Regions from separate parts of the Zea mays genome. Here region 1 is linked to region 2. Evidence: chromatin contacts called from public Hi-C data. All regions are on one chromosome and are shown on one strand. The core of a region is the stretch at or near the end of the contact, and the rest is flanking DNA. Distances in the headings are between cores, read along the strand shown. Region 1 holds the start of LOC100282827 (cytokinin-O-glucosyltransferase 2). Region 2 holds the start of LOC100283062 (phi-1-like phosphate-induced protein).

What was found. A called contact is a pair of places that touch in the nucleus more often than the background predicts.
Region 1: a Hi-C map of leaf shows a contact between it and region 2, with 6 times the contacts expected there. The contact joins the promoter of LOC100282827 here to the promoter of LOC100283062 in region 2. A contact is called at or near these places in 5 of 25 Hi-C or Micro-C datasets (bundle sheath, ear, endosperm and 1 more).

The regions. Positions count from the first base shown.
Region 1 is chr4:185,320,432-185,327,785 of Zm-B73-REFERENCE-NAM-5.0, forward strand. It overlaps LOC100282827 (cytokinin-O-glucosyltransferase 2), which reads right to left and starts at 5,009. Exons shown (of 2, transcript NM_001155733.1): 1 at 4,365-5,009; 2 at 3,133-4,232. The coding sequence starts at 4,791. The coding sequence ends at 3,295.
Region 2 is chr4:185,180,539-185,188,177 of Zm-B73-REFERENCE-NAM-5.0, forward strand. It overlaps LOC100283062 (phi-1-like phosphate-induced protein), which reads right to left and starts at 5,651. Exons shown (of 1, transcript NM_001155964.2): 1 at 4,465-5,651. The coding sequence starts at 5,558. The coding sequence ends at 4,611. It overlaps TRNAY-GUA (transfer RNA tyrosine (anticodon GUA)), which reads right to left and starts at 3,128; the gene lies at 3,043-3,128.

The sequences.
Region 1 (7,354 bases), core at 3,759-6,258, 140 kb after region 2:
AGCCGACCATTTGTGCTTCGTCGTTGTGTCTCCTTCCCTTTTAAGGTTTTGTGTGGAGGCTGACACCTTTGGGCATAGGCGGACTGTCCGGCAGAGTTAGCCGAACCGTCTATCTGAACACCGGACCGTCCGCACGTAGGTGCCAGATCGTCCGTGATGCTCAGGACAGGCTGTCATGCTTGACTCATTAATTGTGCCTGCCCCCCGGTGCCTCCGGACTTTTTAGCCTTATCATCCGGAGCCTTTCGAACAATCTCCTTTTGTGATATATTCGACGTGCGAGGACTACCAATGATGATGTCTTTGCTTTTGCCTTTATCGGCCATTTCGGGCCGAACTAAGATCTTTTTGCATGCGATATCTATTGTATTAACAGGAAATGGTTGTGTGTCCACTTGCATTTCCTGAAAAGCCAATCGGCCCTCATTTATGGCCGATTGTACCTGTCGACGAAAAACATTACAGTCATTGGTGGCATGAGAAAAAGAATTATGCCACTTACAATAAGCACGTCTCTTTAATTCATCTATAGGAGGGATAGTATGAGTTAATTTAATGTTGCCATTTTTAAGTAGCTCATCAAATATCTTATCGCATTTGGCAACATTAAAGGTAAATTTAATCTCTTCTTGCCGATTCTTTTGAACCGGCTGTAAGGAAGAACATGCTGAAGATTTGGCCTTTGTTGGCCAAATAAACTCAGCGGTATATACATCTGCGGATTCATCATCTGAACTATCACGCTCTATTAGATGTATAGTACGGGCGGTCGATTTTGATGTCTCTTTAAATCGGCTTTCACAGGCTAAAGCCCGCTGATGTAGCTGGGCTATCGAAAAGAACTGGGTCCCATCTAATTTGTCTCTTAAGTAGGATAGCAACCCATTAAAAGCTAACCCTGCTAGATCTTTGTCTGCGACATGGATCCGAAAGCATCGGTTTCTAGTGTCCCGGAACCTCCGGATATAATCATTAACCGATTCTTCGCGTCCTTGTCGAACTGAAGCTAAGTCAGCTAGTCCTAATTCATATTCCTCGGCAAAGAAATGTTCATGAAATTTACTTTCTAACTCATTCCAGGAATTAATGGAATTAGGAGGCAGGGCGGCGTACCATGCAAAAGCGGTACCAGTAAGGGATAGAGAAAATAACCGAACACGAAATGCTTCTCCATCGGCCAATTCACCTAGGTGTGCTAGGAACTGGCCTATGTGTTCGTGTGTGCTCCTCCCATTCTCACCAGAAAACTTGGAAAATTCTGGTATCCTTGCCCCTTGTGGATATGGGACAGTGTCAAACCGGTGATTATACAACTTTTGGTATGATTGCCCTACTCTGGCTACACTAACTCCGAACTTATCTCAAAATAGTTCAGTCATCTCTTCCCTAATTTTTTCCATTGCACCCGGTGGCAGACCACCGGATCCTGGGCTGTGGGGCTCATTTGGTCGGGTATTAGTATACCGACCTTCTTGCCGTGACCGATCGATAGTGTTGATCGGTCTGTGGTTGTATGGTACGTTATGGTTTAAATATGTAGAGGACGAAACATACTGCTGCTGTGGTGTGTAATAATTTGGTGCATGGTGTGCAACAACAGGTTTTGCGTATGCATATCCAGCTTGCCCGGTGGTAAATCCGAACTGACCGGTTGCGTTCGCCATTATCGGGACGCCATGTGGTAGTCCTGGTGCGGGCCCGGACTGTCCGGCAGGGAAAGCCGGACGGTCCGCGTAAGGGCCGGACGGTCCGGGCAGAAGCTTGGGCGGTCCGACCGCGTCCAGGTTCACCGGTCTGCCAAGCAGGGACGACGGTGGTCCTAGGGCGGCCCCAGACTGTCCGGCAGAGTAAGCCGGACGGTCTGCATATGGGCCGGACGGTCCGGGCAGAAGCTCGGACGGTCCGACCGTGTTCATGGGTGCCAATCTACCAAGCAGGGATGGCGGTGGTGGTACTTGTCCTGTATATGAGTTCATCGGCATACCATATAATGGCTGGGGCTGCAAATCCCCATTTGTTGCCGATGTATTAGACATAGATATCCTGTTACTAGTCTCATATGATGGAAAACTAGGAGCAACGGACTTCTCCAACGTACGCGTTAATTTTCTAATTGACTCTTCTAACCCTACAATCTGTTGTTTCATTTGATCTTGCTGCTGATCTACATACTGTTTAATAAATTGGATGTCGTCGGGTTTACTTACGTTGGGGACTTGAAGCGAAGATAGAAGAGATGCGACGTCGGTCTCTCCATGTTTGACAACTTTCTGGTGGCGATCCACCGTGTATTGTGATAAGAATTTCTCCCTCGCTTGACGCATGTAGTCCTCGTATTGCTGTTGCTCATCGGCCGTCAGACTTTCAACAGCCGGCTTCAGGATATTGTCCGGGGAGATATCGGTGTGATCTTTAGAACCGGCCATTTGAGGGCCTGATTTTTAGTAGATCTAAACACCTTCCCCAGCGGAGTCGCCAAAAGTATGTTGACACCTTTTTCGGGTGCCAAACACTCAACAAGAACCGGCGGCGGTGCTCTCTGCACAGGCGCGGACGGTCCGCGACCAGGGACCGGACGGTCCGCGACCTGGAGCAGGGGCAAAGGTTCCCTGCCTGACGGCCGGACGGTCCGCGCCTACAGGCCGGACGGTCCGCGCGTGCGCATGGGATGGCGAAGGTCACCGGCGGCGCCTGGATCTCGCTCCCGGGAGGGACCCCGTCGGGGAGGAGAGATCCTAGGTGTTGTCTAGGCTCGGCAGGCCGACCTAGACTCCTCTAATCGACGTAGAGTCGAAGAGAGACGGAGAATTTGGAGATTGAGAGGCTAAACTAGAACTAGACTAGAACTATTCCTAATGCGTAAGGTAAAAACGAGAAATAGACTTGATTTGTTCGATTGATGGGGGTTCAATCGGCCGTAGCCCTTCATCTATATAAAGGGAAGGTCTGGATCCGCTTCCAACTGATTTCCGAGTTAATCCCGTGGTTTTAGGTAACCAATCCCGCGAGAAACTAGGAACCCTAACTGATTCTGCGCACGCGCGGACCGTCCGCACCACCACCGCGGACAGTCCGGACCGCGGACCGGCGAGACACATTTGGTGTCCACAATAATCCATGCAAGCACAACAGTTTGTTTCAGACTTGCCCATCATCAATTGGACGCTCGTATGCATGTATTTTTATTGTTTACACAACGACACTGACCTGTCCATCTCCCTCCAAAACAAAGGAACAAAATCACACGGCACTGGCAGAAGCACCGTGCAAACTGCAAATATAGAGCTAAGTTGCCTAGTTCTTTGGCAGGAGCACATTGCGAACCAGGTCATCGAAATTCCGGTGAGACGTGCCTCCGGGCTTGGCCACCTCGATGGCCTTGTCCCTCCATTCCAGTGCCCTTCTCCTCATCTCCTTCCCCTGCTCCCCCTCCATGAGCTCAGCGATGAGGCTCGCCACGGCGTCGCGCCGGACGTTGCTGTCGATCTCCATCCCGACGCCCCACTCGTTGCACTGGTAGCGGCAGTTGGTCTGCTGGTCGGCGAAGAAGGGCCAGCTGATGACCGGGACGCCGCCGCACATGGCCTCCAGCGTGGAGTTCCATCCGCTGTGCGTGAGGAACGCGGCCACGGCCGGGTGGTCCAGCACCGCCTGCTGCGGGCACCAGGTGGCCATGAGCCCGCGGCCGGCCGTCTCGGACAGGAACTCCGGCGGCAGCACGGCGGTGTCGCCCCTGACGAGGTCGCGCCGGATGATCCACAGGAACGGCCTGCCGCTGTTGGCCAGCCCCCACGCGAACTCCACCAGCTGCTCGCTGGTCATCACGGTGATGCTGCCGAAGTTGACGTAGACGACGGAGCCGGGGTCCCTGCCGTCGAGCCACCGCAGGCACTCCTCCTCCTCCTTCCACAGGCTGAGGCTGATGGCGGAGCGCGGGGTGGGCGGGTCCTCGCGCGCCAGCAGCGGGAGCGGGCCCAGCGTGTACACCTTGCGCGCCAGGCCGAGCGAGCGCATGGCCGCCACCGCCTCGCCCTCCAGCTCGTCGAAGGTGTTGAGGATCACGGCCGACGCGCCCGCCGTGCGCCCCGTCTCCTGGAGGACGTAGCCCACCATGTACTCGTCCGGGTCCGTGGAGCGGATGAAGCTCGGGAAGTCCCGGAACCTCATGTTCCGCAGCCCCGGCACGTCCTCCACCGCCGTGTCAAGGAATCCGTTCGTCAGCTGCTCCACACCTGCGCATGTAAACGACGAGTTGAGATTATCAGAATTCAGACATGGCATGGCAGAGTAGGCGGCGCGCGCACTACTAGCTAAATTTCCCCACGTCGCTGGTGTCATCATTAAAAAAAAGCACACGAACTAACTTTTGAGCGGAGCGAGGCCACGGCTCTTGAGGAGGTGGTAGTGGCGGTAGCCGAGGAAGCTGATGGTGCTGGCAGTCCAGAGCTGGACGTAGGGAAGGCCGAGCTCCTTGGTGGCGTCGATGGAGAAGCCCATGACGACGTCGGAGACGACGCAGGTGACGGGCGGGTCGCTGAGGTCCGCGAGCAGGCGGCGGAAGGGCCCGAGGCAGGTCTCCGTGGTGGACTTGCACAGCGAGGGGATGTCCTGCGTGACGTCGTCGTCCTCCGACGGCGGCAGGCCGTCGGGGATGGTGGCGAAGCGGAAGCCCGGGAGGCCGGCCACGGCCGCCGCCCCGCGGGTCCGGACGAGGCGCGCCTGGTTGTACTCGGTGTTGACGAAGGTGACGTGGAAGCCCCGGGCGTGCAGCAGCTTCGCCACGTTGAGCATCGGGGTGATGTGGCCCTGCGCTGGGTACGGCAGGCACACGGCGTGCGGTTGCTGCGGCTGCTGCTGCGCGGCGCTGCCGAGAGAACCCATGGTGGTGATCGAAGATCTGCGTGTGCTGTGTGTGTGGCCTGCCGCCTCTGGGTGCTGCTGCCTGCTGCGTTACACGGCGAGCAGCTCTGTGTTCGCTTCAGCTGGTCGTCTCTGTGACTTTGATGGATGGAGGTTGGTCAGCATGGCCGGGGCTATTTATAGGCGTCGTTCGGATTTTTGCAATAAACCATGTGGTGATGGTGGTTAGGGATGGCAATTGGACCCGTGGGTATGGATACCCACGGGTTTCGTACCCGATGAACATGGATATGGGTTGAAAAACTTACCCGTGGATTCTGTCGGGTCGGGTACCCGAAATACATCGGGTAGGGTACGGATAGTATATTTTACCCATGGGTATCCATTAGATACCCGAAATATTAATTCACAATTTCACATGTTGTGTTTTCGGCCTATGAACCAAAGCAAAAAAAAAGCCCAAAGGCCACCAAGCACGGAAGCACCCAACCCAAGCGCCGTGTGGCCCGTGTAACTGTTGGCTGCTGCTAATTCCTATTCTCCTAACCGGCTAACCCTGAGAGGCCGTGAGACATGCGTCCCTACCCCTGGCATCCCGACGTCGCCGCCCCAGCGACCCAGCCGGCTAGCCCCCAGCCCCCACTCCCCCAGGTCGCCAGGTCCCTACTCGGCTACTCTAGATGTGTGAGCCGCCGCCCGTTGAACCTTGCATCCGTGGCAGACACCCGCCTAGCATCCGCGCCGCCGGCGCTAGCCCTCGACGGACGATGACCAGCATCAGCCGCCGCCCCAAGTCGACCAGCCTCTACGGCGCCACGAGCCCACAACGTCCGCCAGCAGCAACGACGTACGCCAGCAGCTAGTCAGCCACGATGTTGCTTTGCTTATGAACTGTACTATGATTTGTAAATTGGTGATGTTGCTTTGCTTATCAAATTCACATGTTGTGATATTGTTCATTAACTCCTATCTGTCATAAATTGTGTTGCTCATTAATTTACATGGAAATTTATATTTTACAGCAGCATATCCACCGGATACCCGATACCCGACGGGTACCCGGTGGACACGGGTACGGGTCCATTTTTTTACCCGATTGGCTTGGTGGGTATGGATATTTGTATAAGGGTCGAGTATGATATCGGGTCGGGTATTATTATACCCGAACACAACCGACCCGCTGCCATCCCTAATGGTGGTGGCCCTGGCAAATCAGGTGGGAGCACGCGAACGCGATAGCGTCTTGCAATTTGGTTAAGTGCTCCATCGTCGGCGGAGGCTGCTCACCGTAGCAGCCTCTGCCTCTGGTCAGCGGAAAAGCGACTGCCGGTGCCGGGGTGTGATCTTTTGCGCACCAGCGTGATGTCGGTACGCTCGGCCTCGGCGACGCGATCTGGATTCTGGCATGCGTGCTGCGTGCGACCCGCGTGGAACGGCAGGTACGTCCTACACACGCGCCTGGCTAGTCATGCTGCGCTGAGCCTGTACGTCCTACACACGCGCCTGGCGCGGTCGGCGCACGCTACCATATTAGGTACGGGGTGTGTTCCTACTGACATAAAATAATCCAAACTTGTATTGGATATATAGATGGCTAATAAGCACGAGGCCCGTGAGCCTGGCACGAAGCCCGCTGTTTGGGTTCGGTCTGAGCCTGGCACGATCCGGTTCTATGCGGGCCCAGGCCGACCCGGCACGAATAAGCGGACCGGGCTCGGACAAGAAACTAGGTACGGTGATCTAGCCCGGCACGGCCCGTTTACCTCTAAGCTCGTTGAGCCCGCTTTTTTGCACTAAAACATGCTTTTCGGCCCGCTTAGCCCGCTTTCGGCCCGCTTTTTTCGTGCTAAATGGCCCGTTTAGGCCCGCTGCGGGACGGGCTCGGACAAGGAATCGAGCCCGCGGGCTTAGAAGGCCAAGCCCGGTTTCCTAACCGTGCCTAGCGGGCCGGGCCCGGATCGGGCCGGGCGGCCCGTTTGACCATCTCTAATTGGATGCCTGCGACAGTTGCTGCTGTTGCTGCTGAAATTAACGGGTTTTGAATTCCCTACGACTAAAGTTAGCCGCTAAAATTAGTTGAAAACATTCAAACAGTTTATCTAATAATTTAAATGTTAGCTATTTTTAGTAAATTAGTTAATAGTGAGCTAGCGGTTTGTTAGCTTTTAAATTTTACTATTAATTTTTTAGCCAATTAACTATTATTTATAGTACATTCATACACCCCCTAACTGGTCATGGATGATACTACCATTTCAATAGCGCAATTCTAGAATGATGGTGAGTAAAAAAAATGTAATTTTGAGTCAATTTATACGAAGATGATACTAATTTTTTTGAATAGATGTTATTATATTTATCATAAAATATATTGGTATAATATATCTATTTAGAATTATATATGTTGATAATATTTACTATAAACTTAATCAATGTTAAGTTGTTAACATAGCTTTACTTCAGTGAATTCACTACAGGAAACTGGGAAAAAAAC
Region 2 (7,639 bases), core at 4,401-6,900:
GACGGGTAAACAATAACAATGTAAATTAATAGTGGTAAAAAATAACAAACTTGAATAAGAACAAAGGATCTGCGTGAAAGACCCGCCTAGATAAAAATGCAGTAACTATTAGAACCGTAGCTTTTAAAAATATTAGGAACACAATACATATACCAACAATGCAAAAATAAAAAAAGATGCTCACATTAACCACTTCTAGATGGGAATCATTAAGATTCACTTTGAGGTAATCCATAAGTTTCTAATATGCAGATTGAGCCGGGGAGATGGAGCCGCGGCGGGTGATTCGCGGGTGGCTGTCGCGGCGGGCGATTCGCGGGTCGTGGCTGTCGTGGCGGGGATGGCGCGGGATTCGTGGCGGGGGAGGCGCGGGCGGGATTCGCCGCGGGGGAGGTGGCTGCTGTGGCTGGGTTCGCGAAGAGAGAGCGACGACGGGGAGGAGGAAGAGTGGCGACCACAGCCTGACGAAGCCGAAAAGGAGGTGGCGGTGGGAGAGAACCTATGCGGGGGAAGAAGGGGATGACGGGGGCGCGGGAAGTAGCACGGTGTCGCCCATGTGCACGACGAGGGGGTACGCTGGGTCGTGGCTGTCGCGGCGGGGATGGCGGCGGGGGAGGCGGGCGGGCGGTTCGCGGAGATGGAGCCGCGGCGGGTGATTCGCGGGTGGCTGTCGCGGCGGGGATGGCGGCGGGGGAGGCGCGGGCGGGATTCGTCGCGGGGGAGGTGGCTGTTGTGGCTGGTTTCGCGGCGGGTGAGGCAGGGCGGCGGGTGGGATTCGTAGGCGGGGGCAGTCTACACTGCCCCCTTAATAGTTAACAGAAAATGACTTAAAGTCATCCTAATTTGGGTGCTCTAATCCTGTACTCCAGTTCACATGAACCATCCCTCTGAAAGCACATGATAGGCATGACTAATTCCACCAGTAGCAATAAACAGCTATAACTTGTGAGTAAAACCGAAAAATCTCTTGTTTGTGTACCTTGTCGGCAAGCATCTGTTGCAGCACCCTCACAACCTGCGCGCCAGCAGAGTGCCCCACAAAATGCACTGGGTTGTGCTCGTAACAAATAGGATAGTGCCCTGCACCAAATTAGAACAGCCATGTAAGAACTAATGGATAAATAAATTTCTGAAAGGCCATGGCCATGTATTGTGTTCTTTGGAATCTCCTACCTGTGTGATATATTCTCCCAAACCTGTTGTGGCTGCAAGCCTTGCTGTGCTCCTCGCCATAGTCCACCTGCCCACCCTTGAGGTAGTAGAAGAGTTCACGCGCCCTGCATCGCTAGGAACAATAAATTCTCAGCGATCTATATTCAGGGGAACATAATCTTTCTTGTTCATAGACACGGAGAAGATACCAAATCATAATAAAAAACATAATAATCTACTATTAAGGCGATTGAAAAAGTTAAAGCACCAACCTGTCATGGATGCTGGTGAGCGACCCCAAATCCGGCACAAGCACGCGGTCGTCCTTCTTCTTGGCGAAGCCACACTTGTAGACGTCGTTGTTGATGGCGTCGTAGACCAGCTCGTTGGCCTCGTCGATGGAGGCCCGGAGGTGGGCCGGGTAGAGGTCCAGCCCGGGGTTCCTGGTGATGCCGTTGAACTCGTCGTTGAGCATCCGGATGATCTCGGAGCTCTCGTTGTTCACCACCGTCTTCAGCTGCTTGTCCCACGGCACCTGAAACGCATGGAACACTGGAATCAGCTCGGCTGTTGGGCTGTTCTGCACTTCTGCGTACCGAAAAGGAGGAGGGGGAGAATCAGATCCGCTGCTTGTTTGGTGGATTTGGAGTGACGGGATTGGAGGCTCACGGGGACGGTTGGCTTCCCGGCGTAGTTGGAGCGGGCGATCTCGTAGAGCTCCCTCACGCTCCGGGCGCCGTTGAGAAGGTCGGGCTCGGCGCCGGGCTCCTCGTCGTCGGCGGCGGGGAACACCCAGCCCAGATGCTCGTCGCTCTCCTTGGTCCGCTCGAAGATGGGCTTCACGACCTACGGTTCCGATGCAGCGCATCACGGGGAACTGGAATCAATCCACTGCCGAGCGAACCCCCGATCCGGCTTGTCGGCTCGCGATGGCGAGGGCGAGGCTAGGGTTACCGACGTACCGTGACGCCGATGGCGTGGTCGAGGCCCTTGAGCTTGAGGAAGGCGAGGCACCGGGACGCCCAGGGGCACGCGTACGAGACGTAGAGGTGGTACCGCCCCGCCACGGCAGGGAACCGCCTGTCCCTGGAAACGGAGCTCCGGAAGGTGGATGGCGACCGGCCGAAGGCGCCCATGTCGGTGACCTCGTCCAGCGCCGACCGCGCATTCATCTCACGCGCGCGCATGAGTCCATGAACAGAGCAAGCGGCAATCAAGAGTCCATGACGGCAGCATCTCAGTGTCGTGGGAGGGGATGAGGGCAGAGCGACGGCGATGGACTCGAGCGGAAGGGGAGGGGGAACGGGGGCTCTTTGCTCGCGTGGGACGGTTGCGAGATGCGGGCCGGCCGCGGAAGGCAGTGACGGAAGGACGGATAAGATCGTACAACGGAAGAACGGACGGTTGAGATTGCAGGATGGCAGAACGGCAGGCTACCCTTGTAGCCTTAATAAGTAGTAAAGATTAGAAACTAATGTAGTCTCAAAAGTGCACAACTGTGTAAATAGACTCCGACAGACACACGAATTGAACTCTTTCTTTTAAAAGTTGATATTTGACAAGAATGTTACAAGTCCGAAATATACAAATGGGGTCAACCTGAAACATACTACAGAGAGTGGAGGTATGACAATTGGCAACTTTGCTGCTAGTATTTGTGCTATGCTTTCAGTTGGACCCGAGAAAAATGAATATGATTCGAACAATTAACAGTTATTGTGAAAGTGACATTACAACGTTATTAACCACAAAATTCTTCAGTTTAGCAAATGTCAAGTATAGTGCCTCGTATCACATCTTTAGAATTGCGAATGCGATCCTGTCATTTCAACAACCGATAACTCTGGCAATCCGACACAAAGGTCATGTGACAAAAAACTGATTAAAAAATCCGACCTGCCGGATTCGAACCAGCGACCTAAGGATTATTCTGCACAATCTACAGTCCTCCGCTCTACCAACTGAGCTAAGGTCGGTTTTGTTTTATAACATACATAGTATTTATATAAACTATAGTTTACCTAATGATATATATCCAAAGCATAGAAAAGCAGTCACAGACGAAGTGGCCTGAGGAGGCCGTTGGGTTAAGTTTCCTTATTGTTTTGTTCCTTGAAAGTAATTCGTATCTATTTGATTTGATAGACTGACACATGGATTTAAGAAGAGAAACAAGAAAGTTAATTTTATCCGGATGAAATTCCCTTAGCACGATTACCAACTATCTATGATTATCAAACTATAGACTGAAAAACTTTTCATTGAAAGTGAGTATTTTAAGCAATGCTTTATTTCGTTCTGTATGACATATGCAAAAAAAAATTGTTGAAAGCAATGCCATTAAACTTCTCACTAAGACTATATCTTCACTAAAACCAGTCTTATGTGTAATAAGGATGCTAGTACATTATTCTCTTCTCCCATGCCAAAAGGAGTGTATGTGGCGTTTTTCCAAGAATTCGGTTTCAACCAAACTTATATGAAAATGTATTACGGTTTAGGGTAAACATTAGATGGATCATAGAATAAACTATATCTTTTTTTGTAGAAAATCTATTTGGAAAGAAAAGCACTGATATTTTTATCTTACATTTTTATAGGAAATCTATATAAAAAATATAAACATTGGTACTATTTTTTGTATAAAATTACTCAGTAAAACTTAAAATACATTGTTTTAAAAGTATGTGATGTGTCTATTTTCTAGACATAGGGAGTTTTACGTTGTTAGATTCAATGCTATGGTCCTTGTTACTACGAGAGTTCGACTTTACTGGTTGTTCCGTTGTTGTCCCAAAAGATTATAACATTTGCCAATGGTGCTAATCGCGGGTCAAAGGATAAACAGATCGGAGGCTTTCATTGGATTGGATGGTCCACACTGGTCAAACCTTCAGAATTACTTTTCTGGGCTGTTTGGAACTGGGTCACATTGTGGCCCGACGCAACTCTTGGGTGGCCCATGAAGTGTACGCATTTTCCGCTTTGCCTGCCCTCGGATTGCAAGTGTTTTACGTTTTACTGCACGGCTCGGAGCATCTTTCGATCATTCGATGTGCTGTTTTCTGCTGCTCGCACATGGTGACTTGACGGAACATGCTCGCGAATTTCGCACTTACCATGGCCGTATAAGCATATTTTTCTAACCAAGTCTTATTATCTACTATAGGCTTTATACTATCTTTTCTTCCCATCTGCACGAATGTAAAAGCACATGATTCACGTCATAGTCATGATTCATACCAAGCTGGCAAAAACTTTTGGGAAACCGAGTAAATTGCAGGCAGAATCGACATGCATAAGAGTAGTATGTGCGTGAAAATACTTCATTTTCATTGAACAAATGAAATAATGCAACCTGGTCAGTACTACTTTAGCACAAACTTTTAGCCGCGTGGAACACTCTCCACAGCACTACCACCGCCACATCGCAAACACTAATTTACGATCCGCGAAATCTACCCCAAGGTGGCACACGACGACGTGTCCGGATCCACGAGCGCCGGGACCAGGTACTTTCTCCCGTGGGCCCCGTTGGCATTGAAGCTGGCGCCGCTGGCCGGGTCCACCAGCAGCGCCCCCGCGTAGCCGGGGTACGCGCCCTTGCCGTACACGCCGGCGCACGCCGTGGCGGCCTCGAGCGGCGCGTCGGCCGAGCCCTCCTGGTAGAACCCGTTGCCGAACGGGTTGGTGACGGTGCCGACGATCATGGACGCCAGCGAGATCACCATGCCGTCGACCCCGACGTCGGCGTTGGGGGGCGTGAGCGGCGGCGCCTGCGGGCCGTAGACGGGCTGGTGGAACGGCCACGCGCACTGTCCGGGGCACTGCGACGCCGGGTTGCCCACCCACACGTACGCGAACCGGCCGGCGCGGGACCGCGGGGACGCGCCGTGCGTGCCGCAACGGGACGCGCAGAACCCGTCCACGGCCACGTCGGCGGCCGTGAGCACCAGGTTGATGGCGCGGCTCGGTGCCCCCCTGGCGGCGAGCCTGAGGAGGTCCCGCTCCGTGAGCCGCCTGCCGAGGGAGCAGTTCCGGTCGACGGCGTGGGAGCCGAGGCGCAGCGCCGGGAAACGCGCCTTGGAGGTGTCGTAGTACTTGCGCGCCGTCTTGAACCACGTGGACACGGACGGCTCCGGCTGCGACTGCGCCGCCGCCCGCGGGGCCGCGGACAGCGACGAGACGAAGTCGGTGATCACCGCCCGCTGTGGCGCCGTGAAGTCGCCGTACCAGATGAAGTTGACGGCGATGGGGCCCGACAGGAGCGCGGCCTTGTGGTACTTCATGGTGATGGCCGGCTCCTGCACGAGCGCGGTGAGCCTCCGCCTCCCCGCGACGCAGGCCTGGAACATCAGCGCGAACGCCAGCAGCGTCGCCGCTAAAGATGCAGTGGAACAAGCCATTGGTGGCTCTCCAAGACGAAATTTCTATTCGGGGAGTGGGGTGGGGTTCTTGGACGAATAACTTTGAGCTGGTTCCTGGCTTCTTGCTCGGTGTCGAGGATTTGCTATGGATGAGGATGAGCGGGGGTACTTTATTTATAGCCGGCGAAGTGTGTGAGTGAAGTGTGAGGGCTGCGGCGCGGCGCGTGACGTATGACGAGGGGGCACTTTCTGGACCAAAAGCAAGTGCCTGTTGGGTACGGTCAGCTTTTTTTCGTTGGTTTGACTCAAAAACAGTTTTACGGATAGAGCTATAAATATTCGATAAGTATTTTAAGATTTATTTAATTTTACCTCAGAAATTGTGTCTGTGGGAGTAAGTGAAAATAGTTGTTTTCAAAATAAACTGCTTTATTCGAAATAATTTAGTATGAGAAGCTGAAAACAGTTCTTTTTTGTAGAGGTGGAGGGCAAAAGCGATACAAACAGACAGGCTGCCCGAACGGTCACTGACAGCTGGTTTTGCGTACCCTGCCAGCTCCCAGCTGTAGTTGGGTTGCCATTTTACCACTTTACCCCGGCACTTGGTGCAGCCCGGCGGAATGTAGGGGCAAGTTGGGGATTGTGTGGGGGACGGGCAAAGTGGGGACTGCTGGAGTGGGTAAAAAGCACGTTGGCTTCTCGAGGCGCTTGAAATTTTAGGCAGCCGAACGTTGGGAGGGGTGGTGGGCCGGGACCGCCTGTGTGGATTTCGAACGTTGGGTTCACTGGTTTATGGGCCCGTTTTCCACTTACTACAAGCTGTGAACAGAGGAGCAGCAGCAGCAGGCATACCCAGGTACTATCCAACAGTTGGTGTTCACTTTGTCAGTACGATTCACTAATCCAATCACAGGCCTCACCGTCGCCGGTGGCATCAGGGTTAGGCCATTCCTCATCCACGTAACTTGCCAGCCAGGCTGGTGCTGGCCTGCATGCATGGGTATTGCCGTATTGGGGGTTGAAGTGGCTGACAGGTTGGCCTACCTACCAGTCATTACCCCCCGATGGCAGGGAAAATGGAAGCGACTGAGCGAGGAGTCCATGGGTGGATGATCATGTCCTATATCGGAACGTGTGATCCTGGCATCCTGCCATGTTATTTCCCAACACACGGCAAAACTTGGGACGGGAGTTGGGACCCCGTCGATCCCAGATCTCCATGGCCAAGCCAACGCTAGAACAAAGTGGTCCGTCAGATCGTACTACCATCACAGCTACGATCCCAGTAGTAGGCGAGCACCAACTGCATCATCGTCTTTGTATCGTACATAACTGACATATGGATCGCATGCAGCATGCTAGACCGTGAGCTGACAGACGATCACAGTGGGGGTTAGCGAAACCCGTCACTTTTCCCAATCCAATCGGGGAAGACGACGCACTCGCATGATCGGAGCCGATCGGATCGCATGAGATAGAGATCTCTGACGAGGCTCGTCAGCGTACGGCGGTTGGCGTAAAGCGAATGCCCGCATGTCAGCGGACCACAACAAACATGAGGACGTACGCGCCCGCTGTTAGGAATTTAGACATTTTCTTATCTAATTTAATGTAGAAATATAACTAGATAATTGTGATGACAGATATGTGCATGTGTACATAACTACTCGTATCATCACTAAAAAGTAGAATAACATGCACCAAAAAAAAAGTAACAGTGAGGGACCAATGTTTAAAACACTAGTGACTCCATTCAAATAAGATATCTCGTATGTATGTTTGATATAGTTGATCTAGTATCCATGGCAATTGGCACGTTATGGGCGATCGTCGTGTGTTCGCTTGCCTGTGACTGCCATTGCTTGTTAGAGCATGAATAGCTTGGTGGAGGAGGCGTGGGAGCGCGGTGCAAGGATCCAACCACAGCGAGGAGGATGAGAGCAGTACGCACATCAGGCGTGCCAGGAGGAACTCGGCGCGGGGAGTCCCTCTTCCCTGGATGCGATGATGAATGAACTTGACGAGAAACCACGGGAACGAACTCAAACACGCGCGCGCGCGAGAATAGACTGAGAGCGGATACAGACACTGACAGCGTGTACGAGGACGATCTCAAGCAA